Regions from separate parts of the Arachis hypogaea genome. Here region 2 is linked to region 1. Evidence: chromatin contacts called from public Hi-C data. All regions are on one chromosome and are shown on one strand. The core of a region is the stretch at or near the end of the contact, and the rest is flanking DNA. Distances in the headings are between cores, read along the strand shown.

Evidence for each region. A called contact is a pair of places that touch in the nucleus more often than the background predicts.
Region 2: a Hi-C map of leaf shows a contact between it and region 1, with 5 times the contacts expected there. The contact joins the promoter of LOC112726414 here to the promoter of LOC112729514 in region 1. A contact is called at or near these places in 2 of 8 Hi-C or Micro-C datasets (both in leaf).

The regions. Positions count from the first base shown.
Region 1 is chr12:3,420,487-3,427,136 of arahy.Tifrunner.gnm2.J5K5, reverse strand. LOC112729514 (putative disease resistance RPP13-like protein 1) reads right to left here and starts at 2,880. Exons shown (of 1, transcript XM_025779688.2): 1 at 1-2,880. The coding sequence starts at 2,847.
Region 2 is chr12:3,552,349-3,559,339 of arahy.Tifrunner.gnm2.J5K5, reverse strand. LOC112726414 (disease resistance protein Roq1) reads left to right here and starts at 4,427. Exons shown (of 5, transcript XM_025775792.3): 1 at 4,427-5,266; 2 at 5,771-6,863. The coding sequence starts at 4,755. LOC112726417 reads right to left here and starts at 154. Exons shown (of 3, transcript XM_072210100.1): 1 at 1-154.

The DNA of each region.
Region 1 (6,650 bases), core at 1,631-4,130:
ATTCTTGTGACTCGGAAATGCCTCCAACTTGTCGCAATATGTGACGCTGAGATGAGTCAAGTTGGGTGCAGCCAGTCCTTCTCCTGCAAATGACACTAATTTGTGGCATCCATTGATGGTGAGACGTTGAAGAGAAGCGTGTGGTGTATCTGACATTGAAACTGATTCCAGATTCCGACACAAGGATATCTCAAGATTCTTGAGTTTGGGAAAGGAATCCAATGATAGCGAGGTGAGTGAATCGCAGCTGTCTTGTATTTGTAGCTTTACCAAATCATGCTTGATCTGTGGCTGTTGCTGCGGAAATTCCAGCATTCTAGAATCCATGATTGTCAGCTTTTGCAAAGATTTGGGCAAACAATTGTCCGGAAAGGATAAAGGAGACCGACACCTTGAGATGTGTATTTCTTGGAGGTAACTTAGATTGTTGATGCTCATTGCCTTAATTGAAAAAGTATCGCTGTTAAGTATCATCTCTCTCCGTCCTTCTGGAACTTTCAAAACGATTCCCCAGAATACCGCATTAAGCATATTTCCCTTTAACATTGGACAATCTCTTAATTGAAGCTTCCGGAGTCGAGGAAAAGTTTCTGAGCCAGGAAAGTGCCACTCCTCCCACCATGGCATGTTATATAACTCCAAAGTCTCCAGTGAGGGAAACGGTGCCATAGGCAAAGAATCATGAGCTCCTTCATTCTTGTAAAACTCCTCGCCAATACTCCTCAGCTGATCAAAACCTTGAATGCGGAGGGACTTTAGAGAAGGCAGGTGTCCAAGTGAAGGCAGCATGAAGCAATTCTTGCAATCTAACAGAGATACACTTGTCATGTTTTCGTAGTAACAGTGCCCCAACCAATCTGGAAATATTGGACCCTTGTATCCCCATATTCTCAACTCTTTCAAGCCGTTATGAGGTTTTAAGCTGTCAAGTATTTGTATTTCAGTTTGTGCATTTATTAAAACCATATCATCGTCTGAAGACCATTTCAACAATAACTCGTCAATATGCTTCTTATCTATCCCTGCACTCCTTGCCTGATTGGCATCAACCACATTCTCCAATTTCTGAATCCCAAGTGATCCGTGAAGATTTGAAAGCCCTCCTAATTCTCGGATTCCATTCTCTTCTTGTCTGCCCACAACAAAATCACTTAAGAATTGCAACTCTTTCAATTTGCTTATTCCTCCCGGCATTTCTTTCAAAGGAGTTTTTCTAACATCAAGATGCCTTAAATTCACAAGCTTATGCATGCCCCTAGGCAACATGGTCAACTTAATACATTCACGCAACTTTAATGTTTGTAGACTGTACAAGTTACATAAGGACTCGGGCAATGTCTTAATATTGGTCCAAGAGAGATTCAAATAGTGTAGATGAATCAATGAACCTATTAAATCAGGCAATACATCAAGTTCATAAAAGGATAAAACTCTCAAGCAATTCAACTTTGATGCTATGCTTTTCATGCTAAACAAATCGACGACATACAAGGATGTTCTCAAAGATTTCAACGAAGCAACCGAATTAAGTATTTTTGAGTTTGGACTATTCAATCTTCCAAATGACAAATGTTGAGTCAGAATCCCTATGTCCGCTTCTTCGCCAAGTTCTTTCAAGTTGCAATAGTAATCTCCAGCAAGGGATATTGCTAAGTCATGCAAGATATTGTGCATCACAAAATAATTGTCTTGACCCTGAACCCTTTTGAAAAATAATCTAGAAATTAGTTCATCAAAATACTTGCAACCAATTTCTTCTAAAGTATATCCTCTCGGTGGTTGTAAAATATCTTCAGCCATCCACAACAAGATTAATTCATCTTTATGAAAAAAATAGCCTTTTCGAAACAACGAACAATAAAGGAAACAAGGCTTTAAATGTGCAGGAAGATGGAAGTAACTTATCAGTAATGCTGGAATAATCTTACTCTTCGCCACCGGAAATTCCCAAATAGCACTCCTTAATATCTTGTTCCATTCATCAACATCATGCCTTGTACGAAACAAGCCTCCAAGTATTCCTGCAACTAATGGCACGCCATCACACTTCTTGACAATCTCTCGACCTATGCTTTCAAGCTCCTTGTTCCCATTTGATTCTGGGAAAGATGCATTTTCTGCAAACACTGACCAACAATAGTTCTCCGACAACTTCCTGAGAAAATAAGGGTGACAATTTTGAACTGCAGAAGCAACATTTTCCTCCCGAGTAGTCAGAAGAACAATACTTCCCTTATTCCGATTTTGTTGGAAAGGGGTCATAAAATTACTCCATTTGTCACCATCATCACTCCAAACATCATCCAGAACAATTAAGAACTTGTTATTCGACAATTTTTCTTTCAAAGCATTTTGAAGTGATTTGAAATCATCAACCCTAAAAGTATCTCCAAGGATCTCCTTTGAGATATTCTTTGTAGTCTCGATGATATCAAAATTCTCCGAAACACAAACCCATGCTTTAAGATCAAACCCCTTCATGAACTCCTCCTGATTGTTGTACAGCCATTGGGCTAAAGTTGTTTTACCAACCCCACCTATGCCAACAATAGCTATCACAGACAGGTGATGCTCATTGCTGTCCTTCAGCATCTTGACTATGGCCTTCTGGTCATCCTCCCTGCCATACACATTCCCTCTCACAAGAGTCGGAATCTTTTCAAGACCAAGCAAATCTTTATGTTTTCCAAGATCCTCTATTCTTCCAACTACCCCTTCCATCTTCTCTACCTCCTTTTGTGTGGCAGCTTTGGCGAGGACAGTGTCCAGCAAGTCCTCAGCACAGTAAACAGCATCCCTGAGATTATCGAGCCACTTCCTCACCGATTTATTGCCAAACTGCTTCATCTCAGCATCAGCAACAAGAGCTTCAGCACCCAAGAGAGCAGTCTTCACCCAAAAATTTTACTCTACCGACGACACTGAAACCTTATGAGGGAATCGGTGATCCCAACATCCACGTCACTAAATTCAACTCAATAATGTTCATGAACGATGCATCTGACCCAATACTTTGTCATACATTTCTGACTTTCTTAGATGGTGCTGCCTTGATTTGGTTTTCTATATCAAGCTTTATTGAGCTGGCCAACCTCTTTGTCAACAACTTCGCAGCTTCGAAGATCTGTGCATAACTCGGACTATCTTAGTACCATACAACAAGGACAACATGAGAGTTTTAAGGATTATATGACGAGATTTGCCAAAGTGGCCATAGAGATCCCATACCTCAACTTAGATGTCCACCTACATGTGCTAAAGAGTAGACTTTGTCCTGGAAAATTTCAAGAGATAATAACAGTGATAAAATCAAAGACACTAGTCAAGTTCTGAGAGAAGGCAACATGCCAAATAGAGATAGAAGAGATCCGACAAGTTTAAAGAGCAGAAAACCAACTTTTAGCCAAGAAGTTGACAAACAAAACAAACATCATAACAACAGAGAAGACCATTCAAAATAGCTAAGGTCATTACACGAGGCACACCCCTGCACCTTCAACTATGGAGGTTTCACATTCATATATCACATCATTTTTTTCATCTCTTTATTATTTTTATCATTATTATTTTGTTCTCCTTCACAACAAATCAAAACTCATACCAACTTATAAGTCGGTTTATCTACTATCACATATCAAACAATGCACCAAACCGAATGCCTATTTAACCAATCTATACCTCTAATATAAAAAATTGTATTCTGAGATATCTTCAACATACCTATTTTATTCTAATGTATATCCAAAGTTGAAATTTCAAATTTTTTTCGCAACTTATTTCAGAAGGAATTAACCGATTATTCAATATGAAAAGAACACTCAAACATACCAATCTAAACAAGTTGACACCTATAAGTCAGAATCATTTCAAACAAACCGACAACTATAAGTCGGAGTCATTTCAAACAAACAGGCAACTATAAGTCGGAGTTAATCCAAATAAGCTGACACCTATAGGTTGGAATCACTCCAAACAAATCGGCGACTATAAGTCGGAGTCAATCCAAACAAACCGACATTTATAAGTTGGAATCACTTCAAACAAACCGATAATTATAAGTCAAAATCAGTCAAAGCATACCGACACCTATAAGTCGGTGTCAGTCCAACAATCAACTATAAGTTCGTTAAAAAATATACTAATATAAGCAACACCTTTCTCAATGATAAGCTTGTCCAATTTTATTTTTAAGATTATCAAGTTGATATTGGGGGGCTAATCCTCATGTCTCTAAATTATAACACAACTGCATCTCTTCTATATCCTGTCGAGTTAGAACTCGATTTTTATAAAGGCTCAACCCGTTTCTCTTAAAAATAAACAGGTAAAGCTTGGGGGTTATAATCTGGTCACTATAACTCGCCAACTATAAGCTATAATTTGAAGATTAGGTCAAAAGAACGTTAGGATTTTCATAACTCATAAATTACCAACACATAACTCGATCATTACATCTATAACTCGGCCGTTATAATTTGGTCCATTCCATATTACTCGATAATTGTTACCTATTACTTGGAAAACAAGTGTTGATCCATTACCTATATCTCGGCCAATGAAACGTATAGTTCGGCCTAAATTTTTCTGTTAATCCATTAGCTATAACTTGGCCTAAAATTTACCTATAAATTGGAATTTGAATAAAATAAATCAAACATGCCTATTTCAGTTAGAGAGAATCTTGACTCTAACGTAACCATCTGAACACGTGCAGAAGTGGTTACTAAAATAGTAGGTCTACGGGATAACCACCTATAACATAACAACACTATAAATACAAAACTTTAAGCACGTAAAAGGTACGCTATTCACTTTGAATAACTTATACCTTATCTTATACGATTTTTTACTTGAGCGTTGGAGTTTCTTTGCAGATTTCAACTTCTTTCGATATTTCTTGGCGATTGAAGTATAGTTCGGTGTCTGTGTTATTATGACAGAAAATTCTATATAAACGAAAGAAGGAGTTATATCTCGACACTAAAAAAAATTATACTTCGACTCAGATTACTATGCAAGAACAGAAACAAAGTCTTATTTCTACACATAGAAAAAAAAAATACAAAAACGAAATAAACATAAACTAAAGCATTCTAGAATAATTATTTCTAATAAAAGCTAACAATGCATGCAGTGAAATTAATTTGTAGTGAAGGTATTTAGATTAAAATTTCACATAAAAAATTGAAGGAAAAAAAAGTTGAAACGTGTAAATTATAAGACCATAACTTATTTAGATCCTAAAATTATTTGATCTAATAGAAATTTTCAAATTTTATTGGCTTATAGCAAAATTATAACATCGAAAGATTTAAAGAGTTTTCGATCAAAATTTTGTGATAATTAGAATAAGGCTTGCGTTATGTGCAGAGTTAAATTAATTGTATTATATAGTATAGATTTAAAATGCTATATTGTTTAAGAATACATTAGATAATACGAAGTTAAATGTTAAACTTAAAAGCTAATTCATAAAAAATAATATACAATGCATTCATTTGATCATTTATATATGATTCAATATTATTATTCAATAAAAAATATATATAATTTTAATATAGATAATAATTATATTTAATCATTATTTTGTAATTTAATTGAATAATAATATGTATTATATTTTACAAATTAAAAAGTTTAAAATTTTGTTTAATGGTATATCAAATTGTTTAAATTTTATAACGGTTGATGATAAATGAAAATTTAAAACAATAAAAATTAATTCAAAATTTAATAATTATAAAATTAATAAAATTATATATAAATTTGATTATAAGTAATAAAAATATTTGATTAAAGTTTATTCACTTGACTTTGTATAATTATTTTTATTTTTTAAATAGTTGCTTTTGTTTATTATTTTTTTTTATTTTTTTTAGGTTGTCTTTAAATACTATAGTATAATGATAAAATTATTAGATGAAATACAAGTATGTATATTATTAATGTTTTGATAATTAAAAATAATATTTAATTTTTTAAATTTATTTTAATGAATAATGACAATATGTATTTTTAATAATATATTATAACTAAATAATATTAAAAGAAAAAGAAAATGATATATAAACGACAAAGAAATTATATAAGTAAAAAAAAGTTTTTTTTTTTTAAAAAAAAAAAGAGAAAGAAAGAAAAGAAGGAAAATATCAACAACACATTATTCAGCATTCTTTTTAGTTCAATAAATCATCAACTCTTATCACAATTTCATATAACATTACTAAACATTGTTTTTCAGTGGCAGAATATTACAACAGATTCAAATTTTAAAACAGAACAACATAACACCATAAAAAGTACACTACTTATGAATAAGAACTCAGTGATGTACTGATGTCTTTGTTGTACATCCCTATCCTTCATTTTGGCTTTCTACACTCGGTCTTTTCGGCGCAATGTCATATTGTTTGCTCAAACCAAGTTCCGCCATGAGAAGACAAACATGAGTCAGAAATTCTCCTCCTCTTCGGAGTCGCTGAGCATGTGCCTCCCATTCACACTGACTTGCAGCATAAGTAAGCATCTCTATCCACACATTACATATCACTTCCCATGAAAAACTCTGATCTTCAATCTGTAAAGCAAGGCGGCACCCTTGATGGAGCAAAGACTTGCTAGCCTTTTCCCTTCGAAGTTGTTGGAGTGGC
Region 2 (6,991 bases), core at 3,178-5,677, 130 kb before region 1:
ATTAAAGGAATTATTGATCCAGCCCAATAAATGGATTTCAAGATGAAGTAACAGTCTTTTGACAGACCGAAAACAATGTAATATTTTTGGTACAGTAATTTTGAGATATAATCTTGCTTAAGACAAAAAAAAAAATAGTTTTAATTTTTTGTATTATTAATTTTTTTGGTTTAATTAAGAAAATGTTCCCCTAATATCAAAAAAAAAAATATTCCCTAAATAAGCACATGACAAATATTTGGTTCAGTTGATTTACTAAATAGCATTTTTTATTATTAAATTGTAGTCAAACCAGAAGAAAAAATATATATTTGTGCAGAAAACACATGTTCATGATTCAAGTAACAGATATTAATATTCTATATGGTGATTATCTTCTATGTCTACACTCAGGTTTAAAATTTGTCTGATGCCAAATAATAAATAAAATCCTTAATATTATGTGTATGAATCCAAAAATTAAACTAATTTTTTTATTAATAAAAAATATAATTTTAGTTAATTAATCAAATTGGTTTTACATAATAAAATCAATTATTAATCAGGTAGTAAAATTTAAAATTAGTTTTTAATCAGTTATTAAAACAAAATCGGTTTTAAAAAAATAACCGGTATTTACATCAAAGAATCAGTTTTTACATTAAAAAATAATTTTTTAAATACAAAAACTTATATTTTTACCTTTTTTTTTAATTGATTTTTTTAATTTAAAAATTAATTTTTTTTTCTTTCTAAATAATACAAATAACTTTGTAAATAATGAAATTCTTTTCATTGTAAATAATAATTACTTTTCTAAACTTTTGGTGGCAACACTTATCACATACACCAAAAACAAAAAAGGTATAAGGCACATTAAAATTAAATCCTTCATTTTCAATCGCACTTCAAAAGATTTCTTTAATGATGAAAATTTTCTCCTAAGCCAAAGAAACGATGCAAATTCCAACAACATCCCCAAATTATACAAAAAATTCACTATTGATATAATCTCATTGGAACTAAAAAATGATATTGCAATTGCTATAATTGTTGACACCAATATCCCCACCCAAGAAGTATTGAATTTCTTTGATCTATCACCAAATATTTTTGGCATGAATCCTAAATTTGTCCATACCAAGAAGTTGGTATGAATGCTACTAAGTTGTGCCTCAAACAAACCAACATAAACATAAGTAAGTCTAATCATATATAAAATAATAAGTTTAATATCTTTACCACCTAAGTGTTTAGAACATAACTAAAGAAAATATAAACAATCAAGACTTTCTAGTCATCCTCAAGCACAATTGAATTTGGACCCACTAAACAAGTGTTGTCCTCTAATAAAATCAAATCTGCAAAAAAAAAAAAGCTATAATTATAAATTTTAAAAAATTATAAAGACTAACGGAATAATTTAATTAATTTTATTCATCATTTGAATCTACATAATTAATTTCATTCAATTTACTTTGCTCGACTTTTTCAAATTCTTCAAAATTATCAGATGCAAAAGAAGAGAAAAAGTCTCCTTTAAGCCAATCTTCGGTACATACAAGGACTTCTATCATTTTATGAGTCAATGAGCTACGATATTGATCGATAATTCTTTCCCCCATACTAAAAGCAGACTCAGAAGCTACTGTTGAAACTAGTATAGCCAATATATCCCGTGCCATATTTGCTAGGGCGGAAAACCGATTCGAGTTAGCCTTCCACTATCCTAGAATATCCAAAGACTTATCATATGGCTCACAGTCTTCATTCAAATAACAATCAAGCTCAGATTTAAGATTGGATTTGTGGCCAGTTGATCGGTGATATATTCCCATATCATAAATGTCTTTGACTTTATCACTTGCACTCGGTTGGAAGAGGGTATCATCTTAATTTTCTTCATTTGCACCTTGATATAAATTATAAAGTGAATGAAGACAAGAAGACAACTTTGTCTTCAATTCACCGCCCACGTCTGCACCAAAAGAATTAACTAGGCACCACTCAACATAATCCAACTTATGGCAAGGATCTAGAACTACGGCAATCAACAACATGTTAATAATTTTTGCATTTCTCCGATACTTGTATTTTGCTTTCATCTTACTTGCCATAAGACTTATGCTCAAATCATCATCATCACGATATTGTTGAATTCTCGTTTCAAGAGCAAACACTTCCTTCATGTATAAGTTACTAGTGACATAAGAGGATTCAGAGATGCAAAGTGTAGCATCGTAAAATATTTCTAAAAATGGTAAGACGAACTTAGCATAATTCCAATCTTGAATTGAAAGTACTCCTCTTTCCTTGTTTAATTCTTCAATATTTTTTTGTCTTGCATCTCTAATAGCTCAAATGCCTTCTAATGCTTTAAGGCTACTACTAACATTAAGTATGTAGAGTTCCATCGCGTTTCAACATGTAGGCAAACAAGACTCTTATGTGAAATATTTTTTTGTGCAATACATACCTTGAACCTAGTTAATCTTGAATTTGAAGATCTAACATACTTCACAGCATCTCGAATTTTGGCAACTAAATCATCAATCTCCTTCAATCCATTCTTCACAATCAGGTTTAAAATATGCGCACAACACCGCATATGAAGATACTCTCCATTTAAAATTGAACTCTTTCAAAAAATCAGCCTTCTTTGTAAATGCATAACTCCTATATCGTTAGACGATGCATTATCAATGGTCAAACTCAAGATCTTGTTTAACTTCCAGTTATTCAAGCAAGTTTTAACATTTTGAGCCATAATTTCTCCCGTGTAGCCGGTGACTTAGAAAAATTTAGTATTTTCTTTTGCAACTTCCAGTCCATATCAATGAAATGAATAGTCAAACACATATACGTCATATTCTGACACGAACTCTAGTTATCAATTGTAAGACAAACTTTTTCCCCGTATTTGAAAAAGTATTTTTAAAGTTGAACCTTCTTTGTTTCCTAGAGCATCAAAATGTCACGTGCCAACGTAATACGTGAAAGAGTGTTGAATCCTGGTTACAAAGCCGCTGAATATTCTTTAAAATATTGACTTTCTACAAATCGAAAAAGAAGTTCCTCGCGAACAAACATTGATATCATTTTTTCTCGAGCATATTCTGCATCAAACCTACCCACTTGTGCTTTGACTATGTTCTTATAAATCCTACTTTCTCTTAACTACGCAAATCTAGAGAGTTCTTGAAGTTCAGGCTATGCAAATCTCAAATCAATTATGCAAACACTATAGTCTATAAGCATGTTGAAACTAGAATAATTACCCTCGGCTGTGTTTGGTAGCAAGAACATGAACAAAACTATAAAGATAGAGGCACAAAATGTGTTTGGAATTGGAGACAAATATACAAGATAATCAATCTCAACATACACATTTCCTGCATTTTACATTCTGCTAAAAAGTTGAGACAGATTTGATTGCGAAAGATTCAGTTGAAATAAAACTGTGTGTTGGAAGTGATAGCTTTGGTTTGCATGAAAGTATTGTGTACTGATTAAACTCTTATCTGTTTTTTTTATATGGCAGATTGAAGGCTCTGGCTAAGTATTATTTTCTGCTCAAATGTTGTGTCTTCAAGATTTTGAGAGTGCTTTGCTTCAAAGCAACTGATGAAAAGACCCTAATTTTCTTTTCCCTTTGAAATTAGCAGATAGTTTACAAGGAGATTTTATTAAACAGTATGCAACATTATAATATAACAATTCCATTCCTTTGGATGTTGAATTGAATATTGGGTATATTTTGGTAACCAAAGAAAACAGCTGAAGTAATATTTCATTGATTGTAGTGATTCATCTCATGAAAATTATTGCTAATTCAGTAAATTGTTTCAATTAGAATTAGAATTAGAATAGATTGAAATCTAACAAAGAGGTACTAGTAATTATTTACTTAAGGGGGGGGGGGGGGGGGTTTATTAAGTCAGTACCTCCAATAGGAATATTTATTAATGTATTTTTAAAGGAATACCTCTAATACTCTCTTGAAATTAGAAGATAAATTATGTTCTCTCATGTTTTATTATGCAATAGGTATGTTTTATATATTTTAAGTTTTTAACACTTGAAATAGTCATATTTAACCAATCCCAACACATAAAAATAAGCTTTTGGAACACATATGAAATATACTTTAGGATTACACCAGTGTTTCTCAAGTTTTATAGTTCTATGAGAAAGAAAATGATGCGATAAGTTAATTATTTAGAATTTAATTCAGAGGTAATGCTCTATATTCAAATAAAACATATGAAAAAATATTTTATATGTTAAATACGTGTGTAATTAAAATTATTATGTGATAACTGATAAGTGATAACATACAAGAAGGGATTATTTACCTTTCAATTTTCAAAAAAATATTGAAATAATTTTCGTTTTTAAATATTGCATTTACATGTATATATCGTCTCATTTGTTCTTTCTTTAAAATGTTAAATCTTTGTCCAAATGACAAATATCACAGCGACATTATGTTATTTCAAACACTTTTACTTTATTGAAAAGTTGACATCACTTTATTTCAAACAATTTGTTTCATGGAAGATTGGAGCCTACCAACAAACACTTTCTGAGAAATTGTCCCTTGCCATTGGCGTTTTCTTCAGCCTTCTTCCAATTAGAACTTCTGCAACTGTATCTGAAGTTTCCCCAATCCAGTGCTTCCAATTTCCACACACTTTCCTACCAAGGCTCTTAAAAAGACCATATTCACACTCTTAACAATAGCATCAAAATCAAAGTCAACTCTTGAATCAGCAATGATCACTGATGTACCTTCTTCTTCTTCCTCTTCCTCTCCCTCCGTCAAGACCCGTAGATGGATCAACCATGTATTCATCAGTTTCAGGGGTGCAGACAGCAGAAAAGGCTTCACAGATCACCTTTATGCTGCACTGGAAAGAAGGGGTTGTATCAAAACTTTCAAGGATGATCATGACCTTGAGAGTGGGGAAATCATATCTAAAGGGCTCATCAAGGGAATTCAAGAGTCCATGTTTGCGCTTGTTGTCCTCTCACCAAACTATGCTTCCTCAAGATGGTGCTTGGATGAGCTGCAAAACATCGTTGAGTGCAGGGAAAAGTTCAACCAAGTGGTTTTTCCTATCTTCTATGGTGTAGAATCCTCTGATGTAAGGTATCAGAGAGGAACCTTTGAAGAAGCTTTCAGAAAACATGAAGAGAGGTTCAAAGAAGAGAAGGGGAAAGTCCAAAGATGGAGAGATGCATTGCAAAAAGTTGCAAGTTATTCCGGTTGGGACTCCAAAGATAAGTGAGTTCTCTTGTCATTCATTTTGATTATTTTTTTCCCTAGTGATCTGAAGTTTTTTTAACTTTTTGGTACCAAAATGAGAGAATTGGACACCAAACATAGTTAAAGTGACCAATCCCTTCTATATATATATTAGTTTATTTTCTTGGCCCATAGTCAAGTATTTCAAGTTTTCAGGAGTAGATTTAACTCATACTCTAGAGACATGCATAACCATCTATTTTCATTATAATGTTTAGAAGTTATATAAAAATCAACAATGAATGGTTTTGTAAATGGTTTGAGCACACATTAAATGTGCAGTAGACAGTAGTGTTCGAGTTTTTGAATTTTCTCTTTGTTCAAATGATAAATCATCATCGTATATAGAAAATAGATGATACATAAAAATCCAAGTTGTGATCCATTCATTAATTCTTGAGTACATGAAAATTAAACTTCAGACCTAACCATGGGCATGCGAAATTTATAATCATAGCCTATATTTTTTCTCCCTCTATGCAGTCATGAGGCAGCATTGATTGAAAGAATTGTTGATCACATACAAAAATTACTGATTCCTAAGTTGCCATCATCAGTAGGAAACCTCGTTGGTGTTGAATCAAGGATGAAAAAGTTGAATTCACTCATCGGTATGCAGTTGGATGATGTTCGCTTTATAGGTATATGGGGCATGGGAGGCATAGGAAAAACAACAACTGCCAGATTAATATATGAATCAATCGAAGAGCAGTTCAACTTTAGTTGCTTTCTAGCAAACATTAGAGAGGTTTCTGCAAAACATGGCATAGTTCACATCCAAAAGGAACTTCTTTCTCATCTTTCTGTAAGAAGTAATTACTTTCATAATTTGTTTGATGGGGTAAAAATAATAGCAAACTCTTTGCACAACAAAAAGGTCCTCCTTGTTCTTGATGATATAAGTGAAAGAAGCCAATTAGAGAACTTAGCCGGAAAACAAGAATGGTTTGGTCCCGGTAGCAGAATAATAATCACTACTAGAGATAAGCATCTGCTAATGGCACATGGCGTGCATCAGACATGCGAGCTTGAAGGCTTAGTTCAGGAAGAAGCCCTTCATTTATTCTGTCTGAAAGCTTTTAAACAAGATCAACCCAAAAGCCAATATCAGAATTTGTGCAGCGAAGTGGTTGAATACACAAGAGGCCTTCCATTGGCACTTGAAGTATTGGGGTCCCATCTTTGTGGAAGAACTCCTGAGGCTTGGCATAGTGCTTTAAAGCAAATAAGAAGTTCTCCACACCCTGAAATCCAAAATTCATTGAAAATAAGTTTTGAAAGTTTGTCTAGCACAGAGAGAGAAATATTTTTGGATATTGCTTGTTTCTTCAAAGGCATGGACAAGGATGAAGTAGTAGAAGTGTTAGAAAATTGTGGTCATTTTTCACAAATTGGAATTGAAATTTTGATTGAAAAATCTTTGGTCACTCTTGGTAGGCGTAATCAATTGGAAATGCATGATTTACTTCAAGAAATGGGAAAGAATATAGTGTTTCAAGAATCTCCAAATGATCCAGGAAAACGTAGTAGATTGTGGTCTCAAGATGACATCAGCCGTGTGTTGTCACAAAATAAGGTTTGTGCCAATTCTTCTGCCACTACTGGATGATTGGTTTTAGATCAACAAAAAATGGCATGCGATATTTCTTTTCTTTAAACATTTGTTTTATCTTTTAATCAACAATATTGCACTATTGAGTAATT